Linked DNA regions of Sus scrofa: region 1 is linked to region 2. A link is a contact called in public Hi-C data. All regions are on one chromosome and are shown on one strand. Each heading gives the region's core, a stretch centred on a gene start, on an enhancer-like site or on the middle of the called end of the contact. The rest is flanking DNA. Distances are from core to core; before and after follow the strand shown. Region 1 overlaps LOC102160111. Region 2 holds the start of PLXNA2 (plexin-A2).

Region 1 (3,476 bases), core at 904-3,403, 240 kb after region 2:
CAGGCCTATTCCCCACTCCAGTTTGAGCCTGAATTGAGAGCCAGCAGGTGCTTGGGCAGAGCTCTGGCCTGGGAGTGGCAGGCACCCAGCCCCCAGTGCGGCCCCCAGTGCGGGACGCTGGGGACTAAGTGGCGGCCCAAGGCAACATCAGGTCTGGAAGCAAGGCCCTGTCAAGTGTGGCGGAGAGAAGGGGACAGAGAGCACTCTGAAACTCAGTCCGTGGTTGTGAGTGCCTTTCCAGGAGCGTGTCCAGGGCCGTGGCTCCGGAGCCAGCAGCATCAGCCTCCCTGGGAGCTTATTAGACATACAGACCCTGGAGCCTCAGCTCAGGCCCCCGGGTCAAAACCCCCACCAATGGGCCGGACAATCGGTGTTGTTATAAGCTCTCCGGGTGATTCTGATTGTTTTTTCTTTGTTTGTTTTTAATTATTATAGTTGATTTATAAAGTTTCGTCAATTCCTACTGTGCAACAAAGCACTCCAGTCATATATACATGTATATACACACACACACGTGCTTTTTCTCATATTATCTTCTATCATGTTTTATCACAAACGATTGTACATAGATCCCTGTGCTGGTGATTCTGATTCTAAGCATCGAAAATCTCTAAGCGAAATTCTCGGGAGAGACTTTCATTTATTCACAATTATTCTTAAACTCTACCTGCAATGGGTTTCCCCTGGGTGGCGGCGGGGAGTCTGTCGAAACACGGACGCCTGGAGTCCCTGAGTCAGGGGGCAGGGGTGAGGCCTGAGGATTTGCATTTCTGACTAGTTCCCAGGAGATGATATGCTGGTCCTGGGACCACACTTTGACAGCCACTGATCAATTGATTGATTGATATTTTGTTTTTTTAGGGCTGCAGCTACAGCACATGGACGTTCCAAGGCTAGGGGTCGAATTGGAGCTACATGTGCAGGCCTGTACCACAGGCACAGCACTGCCAGATCTGAGCCACGTCTGCGCCCTACAGCTCAGGGCAATGCCGGATCCTTAACCCACTGAGGAGGGCCAGGGATCAAACCCCCATCCTCATGGATACTAGTCAGGTTAGTTTCCACTGAACCACAACGGGAACTCTGAAAAACACTGGTTTAGATCCCTGTGCTGGTGATTCTGATTCTAAGCATTGAAAATCTCAAAGCAAAATTCTCGGGAGAGACTGGGGATGGGCTATACTCCTCTGGCTACAAGCAAGCTTTTGCCGGACTGCCTCTCTGGGGTCCAAGAGGAAGACCCAGTTCCAATCGGGCGTGTGATGGGATGAATACCTGTGTCCCTGAAGCCCAAGGGATTGGACACAGGGCCTGGGAGGAGGTGATAAAGGTAAAATGAGGTCGGTGGGGGGCTTAAATCTGAGAGAGCTGGTGTCTTTATATGAGAGGGAGGACCCCAGACCTCTTTCTGTCTCTCTTCCTGGTGAGGAGGCAGCGCGGCCGGCTGGAGGCCAGGAAGAGAGCTCTCCCAGAAACCCTGGCAGCCAGCACCTTGGTCTCAGACTTCCAGCTTCCATGGAAGGCTGGAAAAAAAATGTCTATTGTCATGAGAAAAGGGACGTATGTAGATGCATGACTGGGTCACTTTGCTGAGCAGCAGAAATTGACACAACATGCAAAACCACCTATGCTGTACTAAAAAAAAATTCTATTGTCAAAGCCACCCAGCCTGTGGGGCTTTGCTACGGCTGCCGCAGCAGGTTCAAATGGCCTCCAGGGACAAACAACCCGGTATATACAGAGATTTAATCACGCAGGGCAAGAGGAAGGCCCCTCGGCGCGCAGCGCGGGTGAACCCGGCTATGCTTTTCTGCTTTTCAGACCCGTCCTCACCCTCTGAGGGATCCGTCTCCTCTGCCGTCACCCCCAACAAGCCCACGGAGCTGCCTCTCCAGTCGCGTCCTGATCCCTATGTCTCCCTCCGTCTTTCCACTGCAGCCCCTGCCCAGTGCCACGCAGGCCTGCCTCTCTGGTTCAAGGTCACCCCCGGGGCCCCCACCGGCCCCCCGCTCTCTGCCCCCGTCTCCTTTCACCTCCGACCGTAGCTCTGGCCCAGATTAATCCTCCTAAAGCACAGTTGGGAGAAGCAGGGGTCAGCCGGGCCGGGGAGGACCGGGCAGCGGGGAGTCCCTGTGGAGGGAGCAGCCACAGGTCAGGGAGGCTCCGGGAAGATTTATTGGCCACTAAACTCTGCCGGAGGGGCAGGATCAGGAGGCAGGGCGTAATCAAAGTGATACTTCATGTCGTTCCGTCTCGGGAAAATAATCGTTCCACTGAAACATCATTACACAATCATTTTTCTACTCCTGTGCCACTTACAGGGAAATAGAAACTCACTTTCTCCTTCATAATAAGCTGCAATTTCCATAACTCAAAAGGCTTTTTCTGAGATGGTGCCATTCTCCATCCCGTGCTGATGTAGACTCCTCCTGATGCCCAGGCTGGGGCGACAGCCTCAGGCACGCGGTGGGGGGCGGGGGCTGTCCCCTGCTCCCGACACTCTTCACCCGTGACCATCCATCCCCTTTTGCCAGGATGGGAGGGTTTTCCAAGATGCTGGACTTTAAGCGCCCAAACCAGGTCAGTCCTGGGCAGACCAGGACAGTTGGTCCCCCTGCCTGCCATCACCTGGGGACAAGGGAGCAACACTGCGCCTTTAACGAGCAAGTACCTACCGAGGCATGGGGCGTGTTTCCAGGTTGCTGGGGAGCAAGCCGTGTATCAAGCCAAGGAAAGCTTTGCCCTCTGGGAGCTTGCTTCTGGGCGAGGAGACAAACAACAAACATGCTAAGTAAGCACATGATGTAAGTTCTAGAAAATGATAAGCGCTGGGGAGGAGAATAATAAAAGAGAGAAGGAAGACGGACGATGAGGGGTGGAGGTTGTAATTTTACATAGGGTGACAGGGTAGGACTCATTTGAGAAGGAGGCATTTGGGCACGAGTTTGAAGGAGAGGAGGGAGCAAGCTGCAAGGTTTTCTGAGGGAAAGGCATTCCAGATAGAGGGATCAGCCAGTGCAAAGGCTCAGAGGCACAGCTTGGCCGCACATTCAAGGAGTTCCATGGAGGCCCTTGGGGCTTGAGTAGAGCAAGAAAGGGAAAGGGGGGGGAAGGGGTGGCAAACGGCATCAGAGGGCTGGATGGTGTAGGGTTCGCCAGGTCATGGGGGGGCGACTTGGCTTCTATCTGGAGGAGACAGAGGCAGGACACCGTCCAATTTATAGTCTTCTGGGGTCACTCCAGCTGCTGTGGAAGACCAGCTCGGAGGCTGTCACAGTAACTCAAACCCTGACAGGGCCTTAGACCAAGACGGGAATAGGGGGCGTGGTAAAAAGAAGCTGGGGCCGGCATATATTTTGGAAGAGAAGCTGATAGATCTTCCTGATGAGAACTGGGTATGAGATATGAGAGCAAAAGAAGAACCAGCATGACTACTAATATTTGAGCACACAGGGGCCATAATTAGTTTGTAGAAT
Region 2 (3,228 bases), core at 304-2,803:
GCGAGCAGGGACTACGCAGATCCTGCGAGCTCGCTGGGGTCTAGCTTGCAAGCCTCTTTCGCAAAGCCAGGCCCAGAGGCTGCGGAGATACCGAGACTCTACATGGCACGGGAGCAATGGTCGGCACTGAGGCATTGCCATCCGACATTCAGACCCCTCTCACTTTGGGTTATTAAAATAAGTTTTACCGCCACCGCTCTGATTCCCTTGCCCTGATTCCCTTGCCAGGCAGGCTCCCTGGGTCCGGATACAGAAAACTTCCCACTGGTCCCTGCCGCCCCCCCCCCACACACACACTTGCCAGATGCCCCCGATCCCTAATAGAGCTGGAAGCTTGAGAGCAGGGCTCATTTTTGCCTTATAAAAATTAGAATGAGTAACAACAACTTCAAACCTCATTTGACAGCTTGTTGGCTTTTTGAGATTCACGAGCAGAAGCAATTTGCCTGCACGTATTCCGAGAACCCCTTCTTAACCTCATCAGCCATGGCCGGTACCTCCCAACGCACCCCTCAAATTAAAGACCAAGAGGGAGGTGTGCAGGATGTGCGCGGGCACAGGTGGTGCTCCAGGAGGGGAAGCCCACGTCCCCACTGCCCTCACCCGCTCTGTCTGCGTCCTGAGCTCCGGCACCGGAGCCCTAGCCAGCTGGGCTTGCCAGGCCTCCACCCGGATCCCAGGCCCCGGGCAGGATTTTTGTTGCCCCCTCGGCCACTTAAGGTGGCCGGTGGATCCGGGCTGAGCCGGGCGCAGGAAAGCAGCGGGGCCGCCTCCCGATGCCCAGCCTCATTCTCCTTTGTTGACAGCTGGCGGAGGAGGAAGTCCGGGCGGGCGGGGTGGGGGCAGGGGCTGGCTGCGGCGGGCGGTGCCAGCGGCGGGCGCGGCCCCAGCCCGGGCAGGCGCGGCCAGCAAGGAAGGGGTTAACGCGCGCGGCCTCTATGATAATGAGCTGCATGGTAATATAGGGAGGCCGGCGCTGTGGGCTCTGCCGCCGCCGCCGCTGCCCGCCGGCCGCCGCCGCCCGCCGGCCGGAGCCTGAGCTGCCGGGCGGAGCGGCGTCCGCGCCAGACTGGAGCTGGAGGGCGGCGGAGCGCAGTTGCTGGGAATTTTTCAGCCGGGAGGCCAGGCGATCCGGAGAGAGAGCCCGCGAGCTCGGGAGCGGCGGGGAACGCGGGCGCCGGAGCGAGCGAAGCAAACCTCGAAATAGATCCGGAGAGCCAGGTTCCCGGAGGAAGTGGGACTGTGAGCGGACCGGGAGCGAGAAGGGAAGGAAGCGCCGCGATTGCTGATGTCAGAGGAGCCCGGAAAGTCGCGCTGGAAAAATCTGAAGACGGCCGGGGCTTTGCTGCTTCCCAAGGAGACACAGCGCCAGCCACCCCCCACGCCCCCTCGGCGCCTCCCGGTTCCCCCCGCGAGCCGGCGACAGCGCCCGGTGGGGCTGCTGCGGGGCGGCAGAGGACTGAGGGGCGCGCGGACCGGAGACCGAGGGGCCACTTCAGGAATACAGATAAGTGGCTGCTGGCTTGACGTGGATTTTAATGAATTTGGACTCCATGTGGGTTTGGTCGTCTCGGTGATCACGAGCTGCTGGCGGCGAGAGGGACCGCACGCCGGCCTCGGCAGCCGGCGGCCAAAGCGGCCGCACCGGGGACGGAAGGACAGACCGACGTCGCCGAGCTGGGTAAGCGGAGCCCGGGGCCGGGCGATCGGCGTCCGCGGCGCCCTCCGCCCGCTCCCCCGAAGCGCGCCCGCCTCCGCGGGTCTCGGCCCCGAGCCCCCGGCTCCGCCGCGGCGGGCGAGTCCCCGCGCGGGGTCGGCCACTTTCCGCGGGCCGGAGCGCGGCGCGCGCGCCTGGGCGGGCGGACTCGCCGCCGCCGCCGCCGCCGCCTCCCGCCCGGGCTTCCCCGCGGGCGCCCCGCTTCCCCGCCGGGCTGCGGGCGGGCGGCGCACCTGCCGGCACCCTGCGGCCCCGGGGGCCTCGGGGGCCCCGGGGGCGGGGGGCTGTCCCACGAGCTGCAGCCGGATGCGGGTCTCGGTGACCCTGCACGAGCGGGAGAGCCCGGGCCACTGTGGCCGGCGCTCGGTGTGGGGGCGTTCACGCTGGTCCAGGAGTCCCCGGAGGCCGCCGACTGTTCCTTCAGAGCCAGGGACTTGGGAATCAAGGGGAAGGTCCCCTTTGCGCAGCTTCCAGAGGCTCCGGGGAGAGATTCCAGGGCAGCGAATGGGACAAGTGCCCCATACCCCCCTCTGCGCTTCCTTCTGGTGAAGCCCCCATCTGCACCATCCCCTGGTTTGAGGTTCCAGAGATGGCTGGGGGCCCAAGGAGGAGCTCGGCCAGGGTCCCAGAAGCTCCTTATTAATCATTTTAGACTCTTTCCCTCCTTGGGCTTCTTGCCCCACCCCAGAAGTGATATGGAGATCTTAGAAAATTCTAGCCCTTTTTAGCCATCCCACAGGTCCCTGGATCCATATGGTAGTCATGGGCTGGCTGACCAAAGAGAGAGTTGTGAGAAAATGCTGTTCCAGGTCCCTGACAACTAGCCACCTGTTCGGCCTGACCCTTGCCCCAGAGGAGCTGCCCACTTCAACTCAGCTCAGAAGGGTAGAGAATGGGGGTGGGGTGGGGGACTTGAGGTTCCATGTCAGTTGCGTCTAGAAACAAGGGCCTCATGAAGTGGTCATGGAAGTCAGCCTGGGTCTCCTGTGGGGATCTAAGAGCCTAGTGTATGCCACTGCATATCCCAGGAGCGGATGTGCAAGGGGCAGAAGACAGGACCCCTTTAAGGCCCTGGTTTGGGGGCCCAGCAGCTCAGAGGAACCCGCAGGAATGTGGGCACCCACTCACGCCCTTCCTTGCTGAGCACAGTGGACAAAGTTCGGGCACAGCAGATGGAGATGGGCAGCTGGGCTGGGCTGGACCTCCTGGGAGCAGGAGCCAGGCTGAGCTCCCGCCTCCCCTCCCCACACAAGAGCAGGCTCCTGTCCTCCTGGGCTTCTTTCCCAGACCTTGAAACTTCACGCTTCCCTCTGGGCAGGCTTTGGATTCTGGGGCCTTCCACAGAGCCACGGGCCTGGAAGAGACAGCTGGGGCTGAGGAATTCAGCTATTCCTGATGGAAATACACAACTTTCGTGCATTCACCTCGAAGGCTGGCAGCCCTCTCCTCTGACCCCCCCCCCACCTGCCGGCACCTTTTGAACTCAATACCTGTGACCTCCCCTCCTTGGC

The links. Hi-C and Micro-C count contacts between places; a contact is called where the count stands out from the background.
Region 1: a Hi-C map of omental adipose tissue shows a contact between it and region 2, with 2.5 times the contacts expected there. The contact joins the enhancer-like site here to the promoter of PLXNA2 in region 2. A contact is called at or near these places in 1 of 5 promoter capture datasets (fetal skeletal muscle), 13 of 47 Hi-C or Micro-C datasets (alveolar macrophages, embryonic fibroblasts, epiblast stem cells and 10 more) and 2 of 2 datasets of contacts at active chromatin or transcription factors (alveolar macrophages and skeletal muscle).

What each region holds. Positions count from the first base shown.
Region 1 is chr9:134,818,943-134,822,418 of Sscrofa11.1, forward strand. All of the region lies in intron 2 of LOC102160111, which reads right to left. Among named protein-coding and RNA genes, the nearest start is that of CD34, 92 kb to the right of the region's middle. Within about 2 kb of position 2,154, at least 3 of the 83 cell types and tissues checked have an H3K27ac peak or open chromatin away from gene starts, as enhancers often do. A contact at or near this core is called in omental adipose tissue, where this site is marked.
Region 2 is chr9:134,583,207-134,586,434 of Sscrofa11.1, forward strand. It overlaps PLXNA2 (plexin-A2), which reads left to right and starts at 1,554. Exons shown (of 35, transcript XM_021063894.1): 1 at 1,554-1,681.